Linked DNA regions of Mus musculus: regions 1, 2, 3, 4, 5 and 7 are each linked to region 6. Evidence: chromatin contacts called from public HiChIP or PLAC-seq and promoter capture Hi-C data. All regions are on one chromosome and are shown on one strand. Each heading gives the region's core, a stretch centred on a gene start, on an enhancer-like site or on the middle of the called end of the contact. The rest is flanking DNA. Distances are from core to core; before and after follow the strand shown.

Evidence for each region. Promoter capture Hi-C pulls out the DNA fragments that hold promoters and counts their contacts. HiChIP or PLAC-seq counts read pairs in DNA pulled down with a chosen protein or histone mark.
Region 1: a promoter capture Hi-C map of pre-B cells shows a contact between it and region 6, with 2.5 times the contacts expected there. The contact joins the promoter of Cd244a here to the promoter of Vangl2 in region 6. A contact is called at or near these places in 12 of 39 promoter capture datasets (3T3-L1-derived adipocytes, the C10 cell line, the HPC-7 cell line and 8 more), 4 of 115 datasets of contacts at active chromatin or transcription factors (embryonic stem cells and stem cell-derived neural progenitor cells) and 2 of 9 other capture datasets (adipose tissue and liver).
Region 2: a contact with region 6 is called in a promoter capture Hi-C map of embryonic stem cells, with 4 times the contacts expected there. The contact joins the promoter of Cfap45 here to the promoter of Vangl2 in region 6. A contact is called at or near these places in 4 of 39 promoter capture datasets (the C10 cell line, the HPC-7 cell line, embryonic stem cells and 1 more), 2 of 484 Hi-C or Micro-C datasets (both in embryonic stem cells) and 1 of 9 other capture datasets (pancreatic islet).
Region 3: a promoter capture Hi-C map of the HPC-7 cell line shows a contact between it and region 6. The contact joins the promoter of Itln1 here to the promoter of Vangl2 in region 6. A contact is called at or near these places in 4 of 39 promoter capture datasets (the HPC-7 cell line, cranial neural crest, hematopoietic stem and progenitor cells and 1 more), 1 of 484 Hi-C or Micro-C datasets (bone marrow-derived macrophages), 2 of 115 datasets of contacts at active chromatin or transcription factors (both in embryonic stem cells) and 1 of 9 other capture datasets (liver).
Region 4: a promoter capture Hi-C map of the HPC-7 cell line shows a contact between it and region 6. The contact joins the promoter of Slamf7 here to the promoter of Vangl2 in region 6. A contact is called at or near these places in 5 of 39 promoter capture datasets (the C10 cell line, the HPC-7 cell line, HPC-7-derived erythroid cells and 2 more), 3 of 115 datasets of contacts at active chromatin or transcription factors (the 230-238 cell line, bone marrow-derived macrophages and large pre-B cells) and 2 of 9 other capture datasets (embryonic stem cells and liver).
Region 5: an H3K4me3 HiChIP or PLAC-seq map of stem cell-derived neural progenitor cells shows a contact between it and region 6, with 3 times the contacts expected there. The contact joins the promoter of Ly9 here to the promoter of Vangl2 in region 6. A contact is called at or near these places in 4 of 39 promoter capture datasets (the C10 cell line, the HPC-7 cell line, HPC-7-derived erythroid cells and 1 more), 1 of 15 datasets of contacts at CTCF or cohesin (large pre-B cells), 4 of 115 datasets of contacts at active chromatin or transcription factors (the 230-238 cell line, embryonic stem cells, large pre-B cells and 1 more) and 1 of 9 other capture datasets (liver).
Region 7: a contact with region 6 is called in a promoter capture Hi-C map of the HPC-7 cell line. The contact joins the enhancer-like site here to the promoter of Vangl2 in region 6. A contact is called at or near these places in 3 of 39 promoter capture datasets (the C10 cell line, the HPC-7 cell line, HPC-7-derived erythroid cells and 1 more), 5 of 115 datasets of contacts at active chromatin or transcription factors (the 230-238 cell line, bone marrow-derived macrophages, large pre-B cells and 2 more) and 1 of 9 other capture datasets (liver).

The regions. Positions count from the first base shown.
Region 1 is chr1:171,557,347-171,560,867 of GRCm38.p6, reverse strand. It overlaps Cd244a (CD244 molecule A), which reads right to left and starts at 1,675. Exons shown (of 9, transcript NM_018729.2): 1 at 1,483-1,675. The coding sequence starts at 1,543. It overlaps Gm35200 (a long non-coding RNA gene), which reads left to right. Exons shown (of 5, transcript XR_373705.3): 3 at 2,423-3,521.
Region 2 is chr1:172,519,684-172,522,912 of GRCm38.p6, reverse strand. Cfap45 (cilia and flagella associated protein 45) reads right to left here and starts at 1,783. Exons shown (of 12, transcript NM_027972.1): 1 at 1,732-1,783. The coding sequence starts at 1,734.
Region 3 is chr1:171,533,363-171,536,639 of GRCm38.p6, reverse strand. Itln1 (intelectin 1 (galactofuranose binding)) reads left to right here and starts at 1,346. Exons shown (of 8, transcript NM_010584.3): 1 at 1,346-1,419; 2 at 1,823-1,886; 3 at 3,176-3,274. The coding sequence starts at 1,829.
Region 4 is chr1:171,651,026-171,654,611 of GRCm38.p6, reverse strand. It overlaps Slamf7 (SLAM family member 7), which reads left to right and starts at 1,575. Exons shown (of 8, transcript NM_144539.5): 1 at 1,575-1,955.
Region 5 is chr1:171,605,145-171,608,742 of GRCm38.p6, reverse strand. Ly9 (lymphocyte antigen 9) reads left to right here and starts at 1,333. Exons shown (of 10, transcript NM_008534.3): 1 at 1,333-1,543; 2 at 3,424-3,598. The coding sequence starts at 1,420.
Region 6 is chr1:172,025,525-172,029,019 of GRCm38.p6, reverse strand. It overlaps Vangl2 (VANGL planar cell polarity 2), which reads left to right and starts at 1,725. Exons shown (of 8, transcript NM_033509.4): 1 at 1,725-2,022.
Region 7 is chr1:171,629,886-171,633,144 of GRCm38.p6, reverse strand. Slamf7 (SLAM family member 7) reads left to right here. Exons shown (of 8, transcript NM_144539.5): 8 at 1-742. Among named protein-coding and RNA genes, the nearest start is that of Mir7683, 10 kb to the left of the region's middle. Within about 2 kb of position 1,499, at least 83 of the 459 cell types and tissues checked have an H3K27ac peak or open chromatin away from gene starts, as enhancers often do. A contact at or near this core is called in the 230-238 cell line, the HPC-7 cell line, bone marrow-derived macrophages and 2 more, where this site is marked.

The sequences.
Region 1 (3,521 bases), core at 426-2,925, 470 kb after region 6:
AAATTTTGCCTAGTTCTCATAATATAGAAAAGTCATTGTAAATATGATAATTAATTCATGACTGGCTCTGCTATAGGGGTTGCATGCAAAATGTCAAAGAAGTTATCAAGCCATGGCTTTGGCCTTTTGCTTTGTGGGCTCTACATCATTGCAATTTCATTTCCTGTTCACAGGCACACAGAACAAAATGCCAGTTGCCTTGTGACAACTTGAAATCCCATGTACTAGATGGCTCAAACATTCCTGAAACAGTTTGACAACACCCACTAAGAATATAGACACTTAGACCCCATGATGTGACCTTGAAGGTGTATTGCTGTGTGACAGAAAGGCTCATGGCACTACTGTAAAACCATTTTAAAGATCAGGTGCTCACCCTCAAGAGAGTGAGCAGAGGATGGTGTAAGCCTGGGATGGAGTTGTCTTATCTCACCCAGATGCATGGCATGCAGGGACTGGAAACTCCCATCAAAGAGATAAGATACATAGACAAACGTCATAGAAGTGTCAAGTAAAAGAAGTCAGGAACCCATACCATGGGATGCCACGTACATCCAGGCAAAACTAATCTGTGAGATTTGGAGTGAGAATATTGCTTATGTTTATGGGAAAGACAGTAGACAATGAGTGGACATAAACGCACGATTGTCCCAAAGTCATCAGAAAAGTGACTCACTGACACGTACACTGATATGCAGATATCACACTTTAGTAAGAAAGGTTTGTCATCATCATCTGGCTGCCCCTGGGGTGACTTCTACTGAACCAGAGTCTCTTTGAGTCCTGAGCCAAAATCTCTTCCTCAGGAAGAGATTCCTCCATTCATGCCTCATTTGAGAGGAGGTAAGGTGACCAGAAGCTGAATGCAAATGAGTTGGGCCTGCTAGAGGGACTCCCGGGGTCCCCTCCAGCACAGTGACAACTAGAAAACAGTCCCTGAGAAATGCAAGGCTCAACCCAACCCACCCAAAGTGGAGCAGTCTCTGTGCTGACTCGTGAGACCCTGCCTGTCCTACCTTCTTTTCTCTACCTTACCTCACCCAGACCCAAAGCATCCAGGGACTCCTCACAACTCCCAGACCATCCTTTTCTTCAGAATGGACACGAATTCTGTGGGGAAGGTGACAATGACAAGGTGGTGTTTGTGTGAAACTGTGTCGGAATGAAGGAAAAAGCTATGGCTGGTGATGAATCCACTCCCAGAGCGAGAAAAGGGAAAGCTAATGCACACATTGCTCCAGAGAAGGCTTGTACACACATCGCTCCAGTTTTCCACAGTTTTCATACAGACTAAACTCCACCCACTTTACAATAGCCCTAAGGACCTGGACCACCTTCTCTAACCTCTCCTCTGGCTTTCTGTGTTCCAGGTGACTATCGAAATGGCATAATCAGAGGCTCTAACTTCTGATCTCCCTCACACACTCAGGCACCCATGGGTGTATGCCAGGCCCCATCCCACACCAACACAAAAATCCTTACCTTGGCCCTGATGAGCCCTGAGGAGCAGAAAGGTTGTGAACAGGACAGCTTGCCCCAACATCACCACAGGACAGAGCAGACTACGGGGGCCCTGTCTTCTCCAGGTGCTCAGATGTCAATAGGCTCGCAGCTAACTGTCAGCAGGACACAGCAGAACTACCTCACTGCCTGTCCAGCCACAATTTCCTCAACTGAAGGCTGTTCACTTCTGCTGTGCACTGACAAGGCTACCGAGAAAGCCTCAGTCCCTCCACGTGGGTTCCCACAAGCTAAGATGCCTCCAGTGGGTGGGTACTCAGAGTGCACAGTGACTCACAAAAAACCAGTTGCAAAATCCCAGCCCTTGGTCCTCCTCAGCCTGGTGCTGAATTCTTAGTGGCTCCCACAGGGTGGGAAAGAAAACCAACAGTCATTATTCCAGGCTGCCCCAAACCAGCATACACCGTGGAAGCAGAAGTCTGAAGGAACTTAGGGGTAGGGTGGCCTGAGAAGAAGAACCCTGAGTAAGTAGGTACTAACGTGGAAGAGGAAGAGCATATGGGGTGATTAAGGAAGAGACATAACATTTAGACTTGCTGGGAAAAATCTCATGAGCCCAGGAAGTCTGATCTCAAATGTTCAACATATGCAAACTGTGTTCCTCCTTTCACCCCTCCACAACCAAAGGATGTGAAACGCTTTGTGGTGCTCACCCCCTTCCGTGGCTGGATTCATCCTGTAGAAGAGCAGGCAGCAGAGATCCTTTGAACTCCAAGGAGGGGTGGAGTCAGTGGTACCCACCCCACCCCACCCCGAACCCCACTCCCTCAGGACCCTTTACTTCAAGGCCATATCCAGAAGCCAGGCCTCTTGCTCTTTTCCTCTTCTTTTCCCCTTAGCAACAAACACGTGTGGTTCTCCCAAGCCCATCCTCTCATTCCATTCTTTGATCTGTTTCTAGCCCGACCAACACTGAGCAAGAGCGGCCTTTATAGGACAGGTGGCTGCCAGTGGTGGCAAGCAACGGATGCTCTGGACCAGACAGACAGTCAATTTGGAGTCAAAGACCTGGACTTGAACTCCAGCTCATCAACTTGCAACCTGTGTAGTGCTGACCAAATTGCTTTCTGAGTCCTCACAGTCAACAGCAGTTGGGTAAGCGAGATGGCTCAGTGGGTTAAGGTGCTCATCATCAGGCCTGCCAGCCGGAGCATAATCGCCAGAATCCTCCTGATGAAGAGGGAGGATGGACTCCACCCCTGACTTCCACACATGCCCAAGTGAACACACACACACACACACACACACACACACACACACACACACACACACACACACAAACACAAATCTATGATCTTCCCCCTGAAGGTAAGCAATACATGGAAATGGAAACTTGGCTTCCCTTCAAGATAGTTTTCAGCACCAAATTAATAGCTATCCTTGAGAGCTTGAATAGAAAGCTCTGGAATATACTGGTGTGAAAATGCCATAATAAGTGCTGGAGAGATGGCTTAAGAGCACTGACTGCTCTTCTGAAGTTCCTGAGTTCAGTTCCCAGCAACCACATAGTGGCTCACAACCATCTGTTATTGTATCTGATTACCCTCTTCTGCTGTGTCTGAAGAGAGCAATAGAGTACTCATATACATAAAATAAATAAATAAATTTAAAAAAAAGAAAAAAGAAAGTGCTATAATAAAACCCCTTACTTTGTATGGTAATCTTTTTGTTTATTTTTATTTCATTGCATTGGTGTTCTGCCTACATTTATGTCTGTGTGAAGGCATCAGATCTCCTGGCACTGAAAATTACAGACCAGCTGCCCTTGGGTGCTGGGAGTTGAACCAGGGTTCTCTGGAACAGTAGTCAGTACTCTAAATTGCTGAACAATCTCTCCAGCCCAAAGAGATTTTTGGTTTTATTTTTTATTTGTTATTGTTTTTGTTTTTAAGACAGGGTTACTTTATAACTCTGCCTGTCCTTGAATTATCTCTGTGGACTAGGCTGGCCTTGAACTCAGAGATCTGTCTATCTATGCCTTCTGAGAGCTAGGATCAAAC
Region 2 (3,229 bases), core at 534-3,033, 490 kb before region 6:
TAACTATTTTATGACCAAGAAACACAGTATTTATATACATAACTATTTCTAGTTGAGAACAAAGTATCTGTATATGACAGGATCTAGGGGATTTGGCTTAAACTCAAGCAAGACAAGGCAAGCCGGGACTGGAATAGGTCGGTGTGGAGTTTCCCTGACGTAAGTACACCACCACCTGTCAAGGGAACAAAGACAAAGGCTGCTCATTCTTAGACGTTCCTTCCCACTCAGATCCAGTTCCTCTTTCGCACACAGAGTCAACACAGGCTGACAAAGTCCGGCTTCAGATTCTTGGCCTGGGAGTACTTCCCACTCCACAGACTTGGCTATGGGAAAGGAGGGATTCCCTCACATCAGGTCTCTTGCCTCTCGCTATGAGTGATCCACCTGGTTGTCCTCTTTCTTTAAATGGACCAGGCTGCCCACCTGTGACATATCCCGGTAACTTGACACCAGGGTTGAAGATGAGCCTCCAGCCTCTCCCTCCATAGGATCTATTGATCCTTTTCTTTGGGGGAGTTCTGGAAGCTTGTCTATGAGCCTCCCTGCTGCCACCACCTCTCATCCCTCCATGCTCTCAAACAAAAAGCTGTGATTAGCACTATACACACACTCCTGGCTTGCTGGTGATTACTCAAACCCACTGCCCCCTGACATGTCTGTATGCCCATTCCTATCCAAAGGAAAATTCCAGTAAGTTAGGGTCAGTAAGTTTGGCAAACTCTTGTCCTGAGTGGTCTCTGGGTGGGAATCTCTGGGCTTGGGAGAGATTAGCATTCCCTTGAATGCTAGGGAAAAAGGCACCTTTAACACAGGACAGAAGAACTTACCTCTAACACTTGTCCTTTGGTACCAGGCATAGTGTCAGGTCATATCTCTCTCTCTCTCTCTCTCTCTCACACACACACACACACACACACACACACACACACACACACTGCTGTGCTGAGGGAAGACAGTTAAGTAAAATGTACAGCCAAAAGGGACCCCCATCCCTGCACGCCAGGGAGTCCTCAGAAGTTCGGAACCCAGCTTCTTCTGAAACCCACTAAATCCCGTAAGAGCAAGACAGACACTGAGACTAAAGGAGGCCTACCAAGACAACCCAGATATCCACCTCAGCCACCCAAGTGGCCAGCCATTTCAAGTAAGTTCCAGTAACCACACGCCCCGACACCTGTCCGCAGACTCCCCTAACACTTCAGAGCCAACACAGGCTCCTGCGAGGCCCTGCTGGTCTTCACAGTCTATGACCATGACCATCCGCCGCCATCCAAAGAATATCAGGACTGGCAGACTTATCCCAATCATTCCCCCAGGAATTCCCTGCCTCATTCATTCATTCATTCATTCATTCATTCATTCATTCATTCATTCACTAATGCTTATGATGTGCCCAAATCATTCCCACGCAGTGAGAACAGAGGCTCTTCTGAAACATTAGGTGCCTTTCCCATGATCACCCTGCTGGTTATGGTCTTCTAACGGGTGCTCTTCTCAACATCTCACGTCACAGCCCAAGAGGACTCAGCTCAAGAGGATGGGGGAGAAGGTGCAGCACATCCCCCATTCAACCCTACCAGTCTTTTGAGACTTCCTTTCCAGCCGTCGTCCCGTCCTCACTCCCAGAACTTCCTGTCTTCCCCAGACTCTTAGAGAAAGCTCCACCTTTCCCTCTCAGAGCCCCAAACCACTTCAGGACTCAAGAACTACAGCTACCCAGACCCTCACCATCGTTGCGGCCGCTTCAGCTGCAGGCACCTCCACCGGCTCCGCCGGAGCTGACGCGTTACCATAGCAACCCAAGAACTAGCACTCAGCGATTTAGACCCGCCCTCGCCCCGCCCAATTCCTGGAGCAGTCACGAGGTAGTTTAGAAGCAGGAACCCCTCCCTCAACCTTTTCCCGCCCTAGAGTAGCTGGAACCAGGCTCTTGAAGGTTGCGCCCTTTGGATACGCCCATCATGTCCACTTTGGCTTTTAACCCAGTTCAAGCCAGGTTCAGACTTTAAAGGGTCTACTTTCCATGGGTCCCGGAGGGCTCAACTATCAAGACCCCAAGAGCTAAGCCGAGGATCCTGGTTTTACCCTCACAGACCCTTCCACCCTAGGTTACCATGGTTACCGCTACCGGGTTCCGGGAGGATTCAAACCAAACCTGATGAGAGTTCAGGCTGCTGAGAGGCAAGCAGCATTAAACCAAACACATTCCACAGTAGGAAGGAGTCTGACTAGACCAAAGAACACTTCTAGCCCTGAAGATGCGTATGCGGTCTCACAAGCTTAGATCTGAGGGACTTAACTGAAAATACAAGGAGTCTAAGACAGGAAGTTCAAAACCAACCTGGGCAGCTTAGCAATGTATTTCACTAAATAAATAAACAAACTCAAAATGTAAGTCCTACCCTAAACAAAGTCAAAATCCATGGCAGGAAGTTAGGGGAACCTGGCTTTTAACACGTCTCCTGGGAATAATTTCAGGATTTAAGATTTTTCACAGTTTCACCTTGGTCCCTTGTACCTTAGTAAGATCTACAGGACAGGGCTGAGCAGTCCTTGAATCCTGCACATCCCACACCCCACAAAACCTCCTACCAACCAGGGATTGCTTTTCTTTCTCAGATGTTTATTTTCTGAGCTCTTGGTCTCTCCAGACCCCCAAGTCTCCCTCCAAACTTGTCTTAGAGAACCTTACTCCAACCTAAGTGTGGAAAACTGTTGACAAACCCTAGTAGTAGGTAGTAGAGGAAGGGAGACAATCTTCTGCCACCACCGCCACCACCGCCACCACCACCGATTATTCTGCTGCCATCGCTGCTGCTTAATCCAAAAAGCTGTGCAGCTCATTTCCAGGATTCCTCAACTCTTATCTCCTTGGGAATCCAATTACTAGCCACACCTCTCTTAGGCAGTTATTAGCCCCCACACCAAACAGCAAAGTAAGGCCAAAAAGAGGGCACTGCAAAACAAAGGATGTGTTCTTCCTGCCACACCGCAGGAACAGTTAAAGGCAGGGAGAGGAGGGTGACAAGTGAGCCATCAGGAAATCGATCCCCAGTGTTCTGCCTGAAGGTATCTCCCAGTTAGGAGTGCCTCGTTCCAGGCTGCTGTTTGGTGTGAGCCACTGTGAGGCTCATAGCAAAGCCCTGAGCAATATGTCTGCTTAGTCATGTATTTGTGCAATGTAAGTTGATTTAAAGAAACATTTATTCTGGATTTAGTGATACAT
Region 3 (3,277 bases), core at 97-2,596, 490 kb after region 6:
AGTGTGTGGATACATATGCACTCAGGAACAAGTGGACACAACCCATAGGCACAAATTCATTAATTAAAAAAAAAATGACCTTTTCTTTTGTAAAAACTCAAATAAGAAACTTTCAAAACCCAATAAAGGTTATTTATAACAAAATATGCAACATGGGGTAGAGAGATGGTTCAGTCCTTAAGAACTGGAATTCGGTTCCTAACATCCTTTTCAGCTGTCTTACACCTGCCTGTAACCCCAGCTTGTTGGGATGTGATAGCTTCTGGACTTTGGGGTACCTGCACATACATGCACATAATCTTACATACATACATGCATGTATACATGCATGCATAACCTTAAAATAAATCTTAAAAATAAATAAAAACCATTATATTTACCTGCACAGCACTGAAATATTTCCTTGTATGATGAGAAAGGATGTCATTTCCTTCTGCTATTCAACATGGTACTGGAGACATTTACGAGGTGATACTTGTAACAGGAGAGAAAGAAAGGCTTAGGGATTGATAAGGAAGAAACAATAGTTATTGTTTTCCTATAAGATATCTGTTGTATAGGAAATCTGAAATTACCTGCAGATAATGAACAACAGAATATTTTTGCTAGCTATAAAGTCTATAGGAAAACCGGTGTGTTTCTCCATGTGCACGCATCAAACAATATGAAACTGAAATTTAAAAAGGAGCCAGGCAGTTGCAGTGCATGCCTTTAATCTCAGCACTTAGGAAGCAGAGGCAGTCAGATCTCTGTGAGTTCAAGGCCAGCCTGGTCTACAGAATGAGTTCCAGGACATCCAGGGCTACACAGAGAAACCCTGTCTTGGAAAAGTAGTCCTCCGTGCTCTGACTCTCCATGGCACACCCATTGTGATTGTGCTAACAGGTAGGCTGAACCCGAGTTCTAAAGCTGTTTTGCTGTTCCTCTGGCATGGTTCCAGACAGTGGACTACATGAGACCCAATCTCAAAACCCACCACCACCACCACCACCACCACCAGCAGCACTGGCAAATATTTCCTTTTCCTATGAATGACCACCACCACCACCAGCACTCGCAAATATTTCCTTTTCCTATGAATGATGATTATGGTAGATGTTAGGATTTTTTTAAGAGAAATATATAATTTACAGGAAAGATACAAGCTGAAAACTAACACCCAACATCACCTCTTAGAATATGGAACAATATGGGTAGACCACACTGAATATTTGTCTTTTAGGGCCCACTAATCTCAGAATTACCCTGTAATAAGATGCTGTATCTACATAGGGCATCTTGCCAAGAGGAAAGTTTGTGCCTCACTGGGCTTTCCCCATAAAAGGACCAAAGTCTCACACATGCAGGAGCCTCAGCAGAGAAAGGTTCCTGCCATTACTCAGCTAGCAACTCTCAGCTCCTGCCTGGTGCAGAGGGAAGGTGACTGCTGTTTGTGGAATATGGAGGTGGGGGTAGTGGTGTGAGAGAATTTTGGCTCAAGTCACAGGTAAATCCAGAAGGTACTGAGTTTAAAACCACAAAGGGGCCGGGCGTGCTGGCGCACGCCTTTAGTCCCAGCACTCGGGAGGCAGAGGCAGGCGGATTTCTGAGTTCGAGGCCAGCCTGGTCTACAAAGTGAGGTCCAGGACAGCCAGGGCTATACAGAGAAACCCTGTCTCGAAAAACCAAAAGAAAAAAATAAAAATAAAAATAAAAATAATAAAAAAAAATAAAATAAAAACCACAAAGGGACCTTTGAGTAGTTGAAGGAGAAGCTAGGAGCTGAGACAGGAATAATGGGAAAATGTCAGAATAAAGTGACTTTCATCTTGCTTTTCTCTAGACCACCATGACCCAACTGGGATTCCTGCTGTTTATCATGGTTGCTACCAGAGGTTGCAGTGCAGGTGAGTCTTGCCTCAGGTACCCACTTTTGAAGTCACCTCTAGCTTTAGAGGCAAACCACACTAGACTGGGCTGCTCCCAGGATCTGGGTCTCTGAGGCCCAGAAATCATGCTCACCAACAATAGGATATGTCTGTGTAGCCCTGGATGTCCTAGAACTCATTCTGTGGACAGGGCTGGCTTCAAACTGAGAGATCTGCCTGCCTCAGCCTCTTGTGTGGTGCTGGACTTAAAGACATCGCAGACCAGCTGATCATGCCTTTTAAATTTTCTTTTAAATTAAAAACAATTGTATTAATTTTCCACTCATTTTATCATCCCTTCCAGCCCTTCCCAACTACGCCAAACCCCTACTCTCAGCAAAGTATGCCTCTTTTCCTTAATTGTGGATATATACTCTATATTCCTGAACATACAAATACAACCATCCCCATTGAGATGATGCCTTTGAGATGTAGGGTGGGTGCTTAATGCCTCTGGAAGAAACCGTCCTGAGGCAGTGAGATTGAGACCCTGAGTCCTGGTCCAGTCTCTGTGCCTGTCTGTGGCTCATGGGAAACATCTACAAAACTGTGTCTTTTCCCTGTCAGTTAGCAAGCTTAGCAAGAATTGTGTTCTGTCCCAATCACTCCTCAAGCTTAGGACTGTAGCTTTAGGGTTTCAGAGCCAAAATCATGGTCTAGTTTGTGCCCAGACAACATTTTCTTCAGGCCTACTCTCTACAAGAACTCAGTGGTATTTTACAAATGTATAATTCATCTTCACTACTTTTTTAGTATTTTTAAGGAAAAAGGCAAGTCCTCAAATGCTGTCTTATCTTCACAGGATAGTCTTGTGAAGTCTTTCTCAGCTTGACGTTAGGCACCAGGGAATACGGTGACTACAGCCCAGAAGGACTTGACTTGTGAACGTGGAGATTTACCCCAGAGTACTTCTGACCCCAAAGTCTGTTTCTGCCCTTCTAGGACTTTGAAGAGTCCAGGCTATTTTGCAAAGCTCTTCCTTCTATGGTCTCTTGGTCAAGTCTCTGCACTGCAGACCTCAGTACCCATGCTTCAGGCTCATTAGGCATTTCTTCTACCTGCAAAGCTGGACTTCACTTTACTCGGGACATTGAACACAGTGCTCCCCTCAGGACTTAGGACTCAGTGCTCCCCTGCTGTCAAGTCTCTTGTCTTTCTTCCTTGTGGATTCTCAGAGTGAAGCTTTCAGGTGTCACGGAAGGAGATTAGGATGAATGACAAGGGGAGCCTGGGTGTCACATAACAGTGAACCTCTGCATCTTCCCTAGCTGAAGAGAACCTGGACACCAACAGGTGGGGCAATTCTTTCTTTTCCTCTCTGCCCAGAAGCTGCAAGGAAATCAAGCAGGAGCACACAAAGGCACAAGGTG
Region 4 (3,586 bases), core at 326-2,825, 370 kb after region 6:
AGCTCAGGAAAAACAGGTGGAAAACTGAATATATCCCATCAAAGGACCCAGTAGGACGGCCTAAGCTACTGAGATAACAAAATTGCTAAGTTTAAGACTTAGTCTAGAAATGTTTCACTCTTTATGGGTAAGAGATTCATGCCAAAGAACGAAAGAGAATACGACAGAATAGGATCTTACGGAGAAGACAGAGTGCTGGCCAGGACTGCTGTTTTGAGGTTAGTTCTCAAGGGCAGGTCTCTCTCTCTCTCTCTCTCTCTCTCTCTCTCTCTCTCTCTTCTCTCTCTGTCTGCTCTCTCTCGATTTATTTATTTATTTTATGTATGTGAGTACACCATAGCTGTCTTCAGCCGCACCAGAAGAGAGCATCAGAACTCATTACAGATGGTTGTGAGTCACCATGTGGTTGCTGGGAATTGAACTCAGGACCTCTGGAAGAGCAGCCAGTGCTCTTAACCGATGAGCCATGTCTCCAGCCCCAGGTTTTCCTTTCTTACTCTTTCTTTTTCAATCTCTGTCCACGGAATCCTTAGGGGACACCTCAGGACTTTTCAGTGACCTAATTTGACTTCATCTGGGCCTCTTTCCCTTTCATAATTCTCTCCATATTACACAAAAGATCTTGGTCTGGTCATTTACAGGAACAAGGAAAGCTATGAGCTGAGTGACCCAAACCCCTTCTGGGTCAATTTATATGATTAGGCTCTTCCACCTCTCCATTCTGTTTGGCAAGAATTTCAGGAATCAAAATTACAATGTTTTCTAATAACTATTATTTCTATCATTGCCCACATCTGTATAATGTGTTACAAAAGCAAGCAATACTCATTAATGTCTATGATAGGATATAGTATGACAGGAATTGTTGTCACTGATGTGGGTTATTGTCCTGGCTTTGCTAAGGAAATGTTTGCTAATAGGATGTACTTAGAAAAAAATACACCTCTGGCTCTTAATTGAACTAGGTCAAGATGAACAAATAACTGTCTATGAGCCATGTTGGAAAGATATATAGGCAGGCTTTTGAAAGATGGTAGATAACACACAGGCGTGACCTGATGAATCTCTGGAAAATACACTGAGCAAAGTTGGTAAAAGTCATCAGAAGAGGTGGGAAATAGTTAAAAAAAAACCGAAAAACCAAAAAAACAAAAAACACCTCTCCACTTTGATAAAAGTTGAACAGAGGAAATCCCAGTCTGTCCCAGATAGACTGGAGGGTTTATGGAGCCTTTGAGGAGAGAAAGAGGAGAGAAGGGAGGGAGAGAGAGAGAGAGAGAGGAGAGAAGGGAGAGAGAGAGAGAGAGAGAGAGAGAGAGAGAGAGAGAGAGAGAGAGAGCGAGAGAGCAGGAGAACCTACACTATACTCTCAGTAACGGGCATCTTTGTTTTCTATTCTTTTTTTAAAGAGATTGTTCGTTGACAGTTTCCTCACAAATATGGTGAGTTTTAGTCACTTTCACACCTGTTACTCTCCCATCCATCCTCCTCTGATTGGACTCTGCTCCCTAACAGTCATACCTGGCTTCACATCGCTTGGCGTGTGTGTGTGTGTGTGTGTGTGTGTGATCCACAGAATCTAATTATGGTTACCTACATGAGCACTAGTGGGCGGTTATTAGAGCATCTGCTATTTGTTGGTGGTAACAACATCAAAGACCACGACACTCCTTCCCCCAGAAACCGTTAACTGCCAATAGTCCCTTGGGGAGGGGAGGGCTCCATGAGCCTCACTCCTACCCATGATGAAATGTTGAAGGCCCAAGCCTGGCAGAGCTTCTGCAGCAAACCATGAAATGTGTCATGATGGGAAGATGTCATTTCACAGCACACCTCCTTGTCTCCTAGCTCCTACATTCTTTCCACCCCTTCTTCCACAGTGTTTCCTGAGCCCTGATACAGACGCCTTGCTTAAAGCTGAGTACTCCATCACTGATTCTCCGGACTTTGACCAGGTATGAGTCTCTGAACTAACCACTGCCCACAGTGGCATCTCTGAGCAAGGCTGAAAGTAGTGCTAACTTGTGGGTATAAACATGAGTGCTTAGAAGGCAATTTAACAGTATGTCCATTTAGCAAAGCAACAGTAACGGGTTCCCCCTGAGAGGTCCTGAAGCACCCAGCCACAGGTTCTGGACTAAGTTTATAGTATCAAACATGGGTTCTTTCTGGCTGGCCTCAAATCCAATCAGAAAGTAACTGGCTATTCCGACATAATCACACCACTATGGTACCAATGGGGACATGGTGTCAGGTAGGTCAGGATTGTACCTTCAAAGGTAAGACTATTCGTGACTCTTCTCCCCCAGCGGCCTGCATAGCGCCTTGCAGAGCTGTGAAAGCTAGCCAGCAGGGAGGAGACCTCCAGTTCAGTTCCAGCTTGATTTCTCTGTGTTCTGTATCCAAAGTATGTGCTTGGTCTCTTTAGCAATGGGGTCTTACCATCAAATTCTGGTGGGCAACCAAGAGCAGTGGTGATAGCCTGTCCTGTTTTGGGAGCCTCTGGGCCTCCCTGAACCTCCCTGACAGACAACTGGCAAGATGTTGTCCACCTGACATTGGTATTTCCATTCAATTCTGGCCACCCATACAGGGTAACCTTGTTTAAATTCTAATTATTACATTTTAAATACATTTATGAAATACTAAGTTTCCAATCTTTCCTTTTGGTTTTCCCCCATCTGCCACTCCCTTCCACCACCACCACCACCATACCCACCACCCCCATTTAGACCATTCCAGCCCAGTCTCCCAGCTTCTACTTTCATATCACACTTGTGATTGAGATATTAAAAAAGGGGGGGGCGAAGGGAGGGAAGAAAGAGAGATACCAATAAAACTAAAGACTCCAACTGAGTCAGAAGTTTGAGAGTCTAAGACCAGCCATAAAGTTCATTTTTAGGACATAGAAGCAAGCGCCACCTGACTATCAGCAAAATACCTTAGACTGTAGGGAAGAAATCTTGGACAGAACCCTGTGCAGTTTGGGGGACAAAGATCCAGCCAGGTTCCAAGTGACCCAGCAAAAACTGGAAAGGACCCACCAGGGGGCACTTCCCACGATGAGGCCAGCATGTGTGACCCAGCCTCACAAGGAACCATTCAGGGGTTAACAGGCATTTGGGACCGCAGGAAGGACCACCAAGACACTTGAGACTAGAAGGGCTGGACTTCATTCACACTCAAGCCATGCCCCCTTCACCAGACAGTGCTGTCCTACTGTGAGCTCTCTCTTGCACTTACTGTCAGTTTTACTCTCTTCCCTCCTCCTTCTCTCTATTCTTTAATTCTCAATTTCCTTTCCATTGGCTTCCCAACGAGCATAGGTTAGCCCAGTTTGCAGGGTCTCCGTGGCCTCGGCTTCTGAGACCTAGGATTCATTGTATTACTTGACCTCTCTCTCTCTTTCATTCTACCCTTAGCCAAAACTGCCTTGTTCTCCATGCCCATCTCTGTCCATATTGTTCCCTCACAAATCACTCTGCTCTTGTCCCTCCTATTCCTACCCACAAGTGATATTGATATTCCTATCTTAGTGATTTGATCTATTCATATTTGTTTACTCCTCACAATGAGCAGCGATTAA
Region 5 (3,598 bases), core at 84-2,583, 420 kb after region 6:
TGATTGGAAAACTCAAGAAAGGGTGACTTCACTGGGTATAAGTCATCTCACCCATCTCATACAGGCTAAGAGTCAAAAATCTCAACACAGCTCATGAAGCCACTTGTAAGATGGCCTGCAAAGGATTTATGTTCCCCTTTCTGAGAAAATACCACAACCAAGATTCTTAAGACAATTAATGAATCATGCTTACAGTCAAAATACAATGTTGACCTCTGTGCCACCCACACACAGAGGGAATTCCCTTGAGTCTTGTGGTCTATGTTCTTATCTTGTCAATATTCCTTTCTTATCTGGAAACCGACACAATGAAAGTTACACACCACCTCATAATCTCATCTACAAAAGGAAAATGTTTTATATAAAATATGCATACCAGAATATTTTTACTTACTCTTTAACCCCATGTATAGCCTGTATGGTTCAAACAATGTAACTCCAAAATCCACAAAATCAGATATGTATAGTTACTGCCAAGGTACTGAGGTACACATCACCCTGGATTCCATCTCTCTTAGAGTGCACATTCTTTTCTCATTTAAACTAACTTTGCTTCTGACTGACTTGTCCTGAAATTCTTTTCTGCATCATAAATCAAAATCCCTGTGCATAGGGCAGAGATATTCAGCCACATTTCTTGAGGCACTATTAACAATAACCAACTTAGGGACTCAGCCTAGATGTTCATCAATAGAGGAAAAATGACGTATACGAACAAAACAGCATTTTTCTTCAATTATAAAGAAAATGAGACATTCAAGAAAATCAACAGAACTAGAGATCATTATATTGAGGGAAATATTCCAGGTTCAGAAAGATATTCATAATTTCTTTCCTATGTAGAACCTACATTATATATATATATATATCATATACATACACACACACACACACACACACACACACATGACATGAATTAGAGGAAGGAGAGAAGAAAATGGGGGAATTGGAAATGGGAAAGAAAGAGATGGAAGCCACAGCCTTTCTCTTGTCCTGTATTCAGAAGTGACATATCACTAGCTCTGTCACATCTATTCACTATAAGAAGCCACTAATCTCAGCCTGAATCCAAGAAGAGGACAGTAATGTCCAGAAGTGAGGATACTTAGTAGACATCTTTAGATTCATGGTTAGAGCTCATCTTTGATACTGAAACAAGTGAAGCCCAGCACTGGTTTACAATTTCCTTGCAGGATCTGGATGTGCTTGGGACCTCTCCCTCAGTCTGAGCAGATGCAGGAGTCTGTCGTGCTCAATATAAACAGCTCTTCCTGGGACACACATGCACACATGCACACACTCACACACACACACGCCACAAACCGTGCACCACAAACCACGCATGCGCGTGCACTCACATACTTCAGGAAGTTGTGGTAAGTGCATCTCCTTTAATTTGAAATCTGGAAGTACACCATCATGGCGGATCTAAAGAGATATTGGTGTGACTGGGCTCTAGGTCCACTCTCTGAAAATCCAAGAATGAGTCAGCAGCAGATATTTTCTCCCATTCTTTGGATTCCTCTCCTCTTCCTACTCATGGGTAAGTTCTGCTTGCTACACGCGGTCTCTGAGGTTGGGCTTCTGCCCGGAAGATAGATTCTTGTGGTAAAATCAGGAAATTACCTTCCTTAGGTAAGTACTCTGCAACTATACTTTATTTTGAGAACTGTACATATGTAAGAGTATGTATGCAGTGTGTGTGTGTGTGTGTGTGTGTGTGTGTGTGAGAGAGAGAGAGAGAGAGAGAGAGAGAGAGAGAGAGAGAGAGAGAGAGAGAGAGAGAGAGAGAGAGAACAAACACATTGAATCACCATGAGGAGGTAATATTCTAGCCCAGTCTCAAACCATGTTTCCTTCATACTCACTGTCTCCGGTTTGTTTTCTGTGTAATGTATACAAATTCACAGAGCAATCAGAGCAAACCCTTCTGATGACAAGCCACCTTGCAGCCTCCGGGGGCACAAACACTGTTAGATTTTCTTTCTACTTCCTGTCTTAATTCTTGTATCCCCTGGACCATAGAAGCTTCATATGCCCAGGTGACCCTAGACAACGTGACTCCTCCTCCTCCTCCTCCTCCTCCTCCTCCTCCTCCTCCTCCTCCTCCTCCTCCTCCTCCTTCTCCTCCTCCTTCTCCTCCTTCTCCTTCTCCTTCTTCTCTTCCTTTCCCTTTAGGCTACAGCTACACTTCTTTTTTTTTTAAGATTTATTTATTTATTTTATGATATGACTACACCACCATTGCTCTCTTCAGACACACCAGAAGAGGGCATCAAAACCCGTTACAGATGGTTGTGAGCCACCATGTGGTTGCTGGGAATTGAACTCAGGACCTCTGGAACAGCAGTGCTCTTAACCACCGAGCCATCTCTCCAGCCCTACAGCTACACTTCTTTGTCTTCTTTTTATCTTATAATTTTTGCACCCAGAATTCTTGAAGTAGCCAGGATTCAGATCTTGTCTGATTTGATCTAAATTCCTAGAGTACTCTACAAAGCCTCAGGAGCCCTGGAATCGGGGGATCTAGACTGGGGTCATGCAACAGATACCGCAGAGTCTTCATAGGAAAATGAGTTGTGTTGACCAAACACCTGAGCTCTTAAAAGCTTTGATAACAATATTTATCAGAAATATGGACTGTACTTAAAACCAAAACAAAGCAAAACAAATGATACCATCTCTGCCCAACCCCAAGCTTGACATGACTAAGCCAAAGACAGTCTGGGATCTCCTAGATGATGGAAGGTAGGCTGATAAAGACATTTTCAAGCTTGAAAACAGTGAGAGAGTCATGCTTAGCACAGTGGCATGGAACAGTCCCTCGGAAATAACTGTTATTTCTCTAGACTCTTAGTGACAGCTTTCCCCCCATGCTGAGCATCTAGGTTCTACCAGGGAGTGACTTTATTTATTCTATCACTCACCTAGCCATCTCTCCACTCCTCTAAGCATCGTCCTATTCATCTTATTTTTAAAGAGATGATGTCATTTGCTTTTCTAGCTCTTTACAGTTTGCAACAACCTGCTTTCATTGAAGTTTTATCAGAATATCCCTTGTACATGACGTAGCTCTGATGAATCTATCAGTCTTACAGATCAATATGCTGACTCTCAGAAAACTTCAGAAATTCACCCAGTCATAGCCTGAGTAATTTCCCAATTAGAAAAGAAGTTTAGAAGAAACGGTTTATGGATTACTATAGCTACTTTCATGGAAGAGAGTTTGGTGAATGAGTGGGTGAATGCATAAGTGAATGAATGAATGGCTTTGCTAGCCAGTGGGCTTAGAAGGAGAATGTCTGGTCTCATTCATTTCTCAGTATATGGAATTTGTGATAAGTCCATGTTTATGGGGTGAATGAACGAAAGGTGGCTTGAAGAGTTCAGCTGTTCCTCCAAGTCCCTCTTCTGTTTCCACAGGGCTCGGAGCCTCTGGAAAGGAAACACCTCCAACAGTGATATCAGGGATGCTAGGGGGTTCTGTGACTTTCTCCCTAAACATCTCAAAGGATGCAGAGATTGAGCATATCATCTGGAATTGTCCCCCAAAGGCTCTTGCTTTAGTATTCTACAAAAAAGATATAACTATTCTGGA
Region 6 (3,495 bases), core at 476-2,975:
TGAATATAATTTACACTAAACATAAAAGAGATCCTGCCCGCAACGTAATGTGGCAGTTCTAACACTGTCAAGTTATAGACTAGTGCTCAACACTGGAGGTGTGCTTTGGACAGGTAAGGGGACTCTGAGGTCTTTCTGTCTCCTTTTACTGTCTTCCACTGTTCTGCTCTTTCCTTGCATTCCTGGTGTGGTTACAGGACCCCCAGAGCAGTCCAGTGCCTGGCACATGACAGACGTAGGTGAAGGAAGGTCATTGTGTTTGCAGAGACTGTGGTACTTGAAACTATGACTGTATTTCATTCACGTCGTCTTAACGCTAAGTTCTTTGCTAATATGCGGGAACAGTGGCTGGAGAGAAACAAGGGTTTGGGCAGAGCTGAAGGGAAGCAGCGTTTGTTTAGCTTCTTCACCTTTGAACAGCCATATGCGGACAAAGACAATCTGTCCTCATTTGGGGACTGGTTCGAATGTATAACAGAGATGTGCCTGAGTTTTAGGGAAGACTCCATTAGAGAAAGGAACAGAGACTGGGAGTCGCCTTCTCTGGGATTTCTTAATCACAGGGTTGGGAGGGGCAGGTATCAGAATTGGAAGGTGGAGATGGTGGGGGTGTGGAAACGTGTTCGAAGATGCTTTTGAAGCGGCACTGTTCTAGGTAAGTGGCAGGTTACAAGGTAAATAGTACTAGCAGCAATGTAATAATGTAATAATACTTTTGCTTTCATTCACTCCGAGGGCAACCTGGCCTTCCCACAGCTACTTTATGGTGGGCTCGTCCCTGTTGGGTTCCTAGGCACTTTAGCAACTCTAACTGGTTTGTTTCTTAGTGTGCTCTGAACTGGAAATGCCCTAAATGTGCCAGATATTTTATTCTAGCCTACATTCCCTGGGTCCTACCTGCAAAGCTAAATTAGCCAAAAGTTTTGGAGTTCCGCATCCACCCGGGTTTTTTTTTTTTTTTCCTCTCTCTCTAGGCTTCCTGGGAGAAGGCCCCCCTCTCCTCTGGTGCCCCAAGTCGCGGGCCCTCGTCTTCTCCCCCTCCCCCTCTCCCCTAGGGCAGGATTCCCTTTGTAATTAATCCCAACACTCAAACCAGAGGGGAGGAAAACGTGTTAATGAGTGAGCGTCCCAGTCTGACTAGGCGGTCTTCGCTCACAGCTAGAACACCGAGTAATTAAATTATTTTTGGAAGAAGGAGGGGTATGGTGTCAGGGAAATACCGTATACATGGGAGAGGGGCCTGTCTCTTGTCACTAATTAATATCAGGGATGACCCTTTTCGCAGTTCTAGGCCGGAGGGGACCAATCTTCCCCACGTCTCAGATTCCACTGGAGTTTGTGAGACCAGGTTTGTGGTTCTAAAGAAGAGAATATGGCCAACATCAGGGCCTAGGGGAAAGGTTTTCAATCGGGGGTCGAAGAAGACAGCTCCAAGAGGGGCTGCGGGCTGGACCAAAGCCAAGAGCCGAGGCAGCTTCGAGCACACCTTCCTGGCCAGGTCTGGAAGCCAGGAGCGGATTCCCAGGATCCAGAGGGCGCAGGGCATGGCCAGGCGCAGGGCTGGGGGTGCCGCGACTCGGGGAAGAGCCGGGCCGCAGACAATGGACGCAGCAGCGGGAGGGGCGGCGGCTGCGGGAACAGCCGGGAGGCGGCACCTGGGAGCTCTCTCCCCGCCCCCTGCCCCCTTCTGGTCCCCTCCCCCTCTGGTCCCCTCCCCCTCCGCCGCCGGCTCCAGATCTGATTCCTGATCCCCGATTGCTTGGTTCTGGGTCCCGCCATGGGAGCCTGAGTGCCCTGCAGTCCCCTCCGGCCCCCTGCCCCCGGGGCCTCGAGGGGGAAACAGGCGAGTGGTCTGGGACGGAGCCGGGGTGAGCGACCTCAGGAGCCCCCCTCGTCAACCCCCATCGCCCGCGCTGCCGGTTCTGGAGCGCGGAGTTCGGAAAGACCGGGTGCGCTGCGGATACAAAGGCGCGGAGCGGAGTGGGGCGTGCGCCCAGTCCACCGGGCTGTTCGCAGTGGCGGGTGAGTGGCGGGCCGCGGGGGCGCGGGCAAAGTTTGCGGAAAAAAAAAAGGAAAGAAAGAAAGAAAGCAACAGAAAAAAGAAGGAAACCATGCAAAAGACCAGGGAGCGCCCGGCCCTGGAGAAAGCAGGATGGCTTCTGGGGGAAGGGGGGCTTGAGGCACCCCCTTCCGGTCTGTCCTCCACTGCACAGCGGAGTAACCCCAACTTTGGGGAGGGGAAGGGGCGTATGGGGAAGGGGCGGAGCCCAGGCCTTAAGAGCCGGGGACTTTCCTGGGCCGGGGGGCCCAGGGCGGGCGCCTGAACGATCCCAAGGGAACCCATTGAAGCCGGGGATTGGGTAGCGTGTGTTGGAGGTGGTGGGAGAGGCCGTGGAAGGATCGGAGGCTGGAGGTATTGGAAGCTGAAGGTATGTAGGGATGCATACACACCTTTGGAGTGTGGGGAGGAAGGGGCAGGTATGTGTTTAGGGGGTAGAGTGGATCCTTGAGAGATGGCCCCGCACAGCAGTGTGTGTGTGTAGCCCAAGGATGGGACTTGCGGCGATACTGGTGAATGTGTGTTGGGGTGTGTGTGGGGAACCAACGACATCATATTTGTCCCTTGTCCTATTTACTCATCGAAGGTCCTAAGCACTGCATTAGTGAGTTTTAAAGGGTTGGTTGGGGGATCAGTATGCATGATTCTTTGTTTTGTGTGTGTATGTGTGTGTGTGTGTGTGTGTGTGTGTGTGTGTGTGTGTGCATATACGCTTTGACGTACTGCGTGTTCCTGCAGGTGGGCCCTGGGTTTGGATGTGTAGATGTTTCTCTCTCTCTCTCTCTCTCTCTCTCTCTCTCTCTCTCTCTCTCTCTCTCTGTGTGTGTGTGAGAGAGAGAGAGAGAGAGAGAGAGCTGACCACACACATCTGCTGTGTATTTGGGTATGTATTTGTGTGTATACTCAAGGGAAGGGGTGTGTGTCTGTGTGTGTATGTGCTGAGAGAGGGGCTTATGGGAAAGAGATGGGCAGGTATTAGAGAAGGTGGGTTTATAAAAGCTGAATGGGTGGTAGGCATATATGGGGTAGGTGTGTATGCACCTGTGTGGTGGGAAGGGGTGTGAGTGTGTGTGTGTGAATCTGTGCTCTTGTGAGTAACCTGTACTGATGGATAGCTGTGGATATGTGCTCGTCTTTGCTAGTGTGTATTTTGAGTGTGTATTGGGGGTACCTCTTGTCTCTGCAGGCAGATTTTCCTGGCAGAAAGCCCACAGGGAAGGCTGTCTGCAGGATTTGAATGGCCCTGCCTAGATTCAAGGGTAGTGTCTTGAGTGTGTGAGACCCCTGTGAGGATTGTGCATTGGGGGGGGGGTAGTGAGTAGTGAGTTGTCTTAGGTGATGTTTATTTGGGGAGATGGACTTTTCTGGGAGCTGGTGTGTGTTGTGGGGGCTGGGGAGGTGGAGGAGCCCAGTCGTCTTAAAGGAATTTTGGGGTT
Region 7 (3,259 bases), core at 250-2,749, 400 kb after region 6:
CATTGAACTGTTATGGCTAGGGACTCTTGAAGTTAGATGGAATGTGTTTTGCATTGTGTGATGACCGTAGGCATATTGAGCCAAGACCTGTGAGCCAAGACGGGAGTGTTATGGATTGAGTCGAAAAGATTCAAGGTTGCGGGCTTGTGTGGTTCAACACTTGGTGTTATTTAAGGGTGCTGTAGACCCTATAGAAGATAGAGTCTGTCTGCAGACGGTGAGTCTCCAGGAGGCAGGCCTAGAAAGTGACAGTCACTCCTGGCTCTGGGCAAGCCTTCTGCTCCACCTCAGGCAGAATCCTGTCCACCATGTTATGAAGAAGCAGACATTGCAAACTCCCTCCAACACAGGCCAAGCCCCTAAAGCCGCCATGCCTCTGATGACAATGGATTATAACCTCTAGAACTCAAAATCGAAAGCAGGCCCTTCCCCTGTAAGTTGCTCCTGCCAGGATTTTGGCAGTGTGGTAGCTGATACCACTTCCTTCCAGAATAAGCTATTCTCAGCCTCTTTGGACTCTGAGGTTCATCGTCCAATTGCTGAGAACTCTCCTCAAACCCAGAATCTGTATTCCTTTCTGCCAGTGTGACTGAATCTGTCAGTTAGCCCAGAGAAAATGACTGGGAGATGCCTGAAATTGCTCCAAATAAGTCTATTAATTTATTAATGGAACCAGCAGCTATGAGCCAGGTGCTGTGTTACACTTTCATGGATTGTTGCAATACACTCACTCTTGCTTGATATCTCATGAACCACTTTATAGGGCGCCACAGAAATACTAACTACGGAGTCCCAGAAGGGTATGTAGGTACCAATGGCCAAAATGCACAAGGACAGAAAATCCAAACATACACCTATGTTTGTCTGGTACCATTTGAGGTCCTTTAAAGCAGATGATGGAGGACAAGGACCCCTCATCTGGACTTCAACTATACCTACATGCTCCAAGGGAACCGTGTACGCCCTGAGCCTACAGAGGAGTCCATCTTTAAAAATAGAGAAATAGCCTGCATACAAATTTTTGATCTAGTCTAAGACCTAGCATCACAGATAGAGTCTGGGGTTTGATGGCTTGAAAACCTTTACAGTTGTGTTTGTTTGTTTGTTTGTTTGTTCCCAATGAGTCTTTATTGAGAACCTCTACTAGGTTAGTCTTCTAGGTAAAACAGACATATATCCTCCCCCAAAAAATCTTATTTTCTTTTTCTAGTGTCATGGAAGAGACATGGGAACAGGTAGAGTAAGGGTGTGTGTGTGTGTGTGTGTGTGTGTGTGTGTGTGTGTGTGTGTGTGTGTGTGTGTATTTGATGTGCTCCCAGAACAAGAACTACATGTCTTCATGAGAATGCTGAAAGGGAACTAAGGTTCCAGGGTTGAGGGATATGAAATCAAGGAGACAAATCTATGTTTAAAAGAGAAGAAGCCAAGATGCTGTCTTGAGCTGATGGGAGGGGAAGTGAAAGCTAAAAATAGGATGTATTCCCCAACACGTGGCAACTCTGTCATAACCACAAAGAGCTGAGCTAGGCTTTGCCCAGAGCTGCCTAGGCATCTGTCCAAGGCACAGTTGTGAATGCTACTAAGCACTGTGTGCTAATTACTGTGTTTATTACTTTACTTTTATGAATAAATAAAATATTATTTAAATAAAATCAGTACGTATTAAGGAAGGGTTCCCTGAAATTCTCTCAAAGGTGAGAGGTAAGGCGCAGAGCAGCATCTGAAGAGAACTATTTACAGTATGGCCGGAAGAAGCCAGGGCTTCACATTGGTCCAGGTGGTTGTGAGTTTTATCTGTAGTTTAGTCTGTAGTTTTATCTCCATGACCCACGTCCTCTGTATTGATCATTTTAAAGGCACTGCAGAATTCGCATACAGAAAACATGTGTTGTGTTGCTATTTGCAGTAGACACACTCTGGAGACTGCCTAAAAGTGAGGTGGGAAATGAGGGTTACGTGAGCGCAGGCTTTAAGAGCACAGGCTTTAAGAATGCAGGGCAGAGTGCCAGAGAGGCAGCTCAGCAGTTAAAAGGACTGGCTGGTTTTCCAAAGGACTCAGGCTTAATCCCCAGCACTGAGGAGGTGGCTCACAACCATCTGTAACTCCAGTTCCAGGGCATCTGGTGCCCTCCTTTGGTTTCCATGGGCACCAGGCATGTACACGGTACATACATATACATACCAATAAAATGTCTATACACATAAAATAATGTAATTAAGCTAAATTTTTTAAACACAGGTTCTATAGTCAGGTGTGGGGGATCTATGCCTATAATCCCAGCACTGAAAGGCGAGCCACAAATTTGAGGTCAGCATGGACTGTATAGGAAGACGCTGTCAATATTATTATTATTATTATTATTATTAATTGTTGGTTTTATGCATTTACTTTTTGTGAAAATTAAAATTAATTTATGGTAGAACTTGCTTATAATCTTAGCCAGAAGGACCATCTAGGTCCATCTAGAATTATTTGAGGTCCATCTAGACTATATAAGACCTTATCTTTAAAAAAAAAAAAAGCCAGGTGGTGGTGGCACACACCTTTAATCCCAGCACTTGGGAGGCAGAGGCAGGCAGATTTCTGAGTTCAAGTCTGGTCTACAGAGTGAGTTCCAGGACAGCCAGAACTACACAGAGAAACCCTGTCTAAAAAAAAAGAAAGAAAGAAAGGAAGGAAGAAAGAAGAGAGGGAGGGAGGGAGGGAGGGAGGGAGGGAGGGAAGGACACGTCATACATTTGTGTAAAGCTAGAAAATGTCATGGCATCACAAGTGGAAAAGGTAACACGCAGAACTGAATGCGCTCCATGAGTACCACTGCACTGAAAGACATGCCTTGCAAGAAACCCAAGCAGCCCAAGCACGGTGTGAACTGAGTGTCGTCGTGTGTGGCTGTAATGGCTGCACTCCACAGGTGTTGGCAAAAAGGTCAGAAACTCAAGACTCCTGTGTTAACAAGCCGAGGGGGGGGGAGTGGGCTGGTGAGATAGATGAGACACTGTTCCTAAATAAATAAAAAGGAGAGGAAGAGGGAGAGAAGCCAATTCTCTTCTCTGCCCTTCAGTTAATATGAAGTATATTTAAAATAAATCTATGTGTATGAAACAAATGAAAGAAAATACATCAAAACTATTAAGACTGGTTGCTGGAGAGAGTACAAGTTTGTCTCTTACGTGTGTGTACGTGTGTGTACGTGTGTGTGTGTGTGTGTATGTGTGTGTGTGTGTTCATTTTCCAAATGCTTTTCAATTTAAGAAA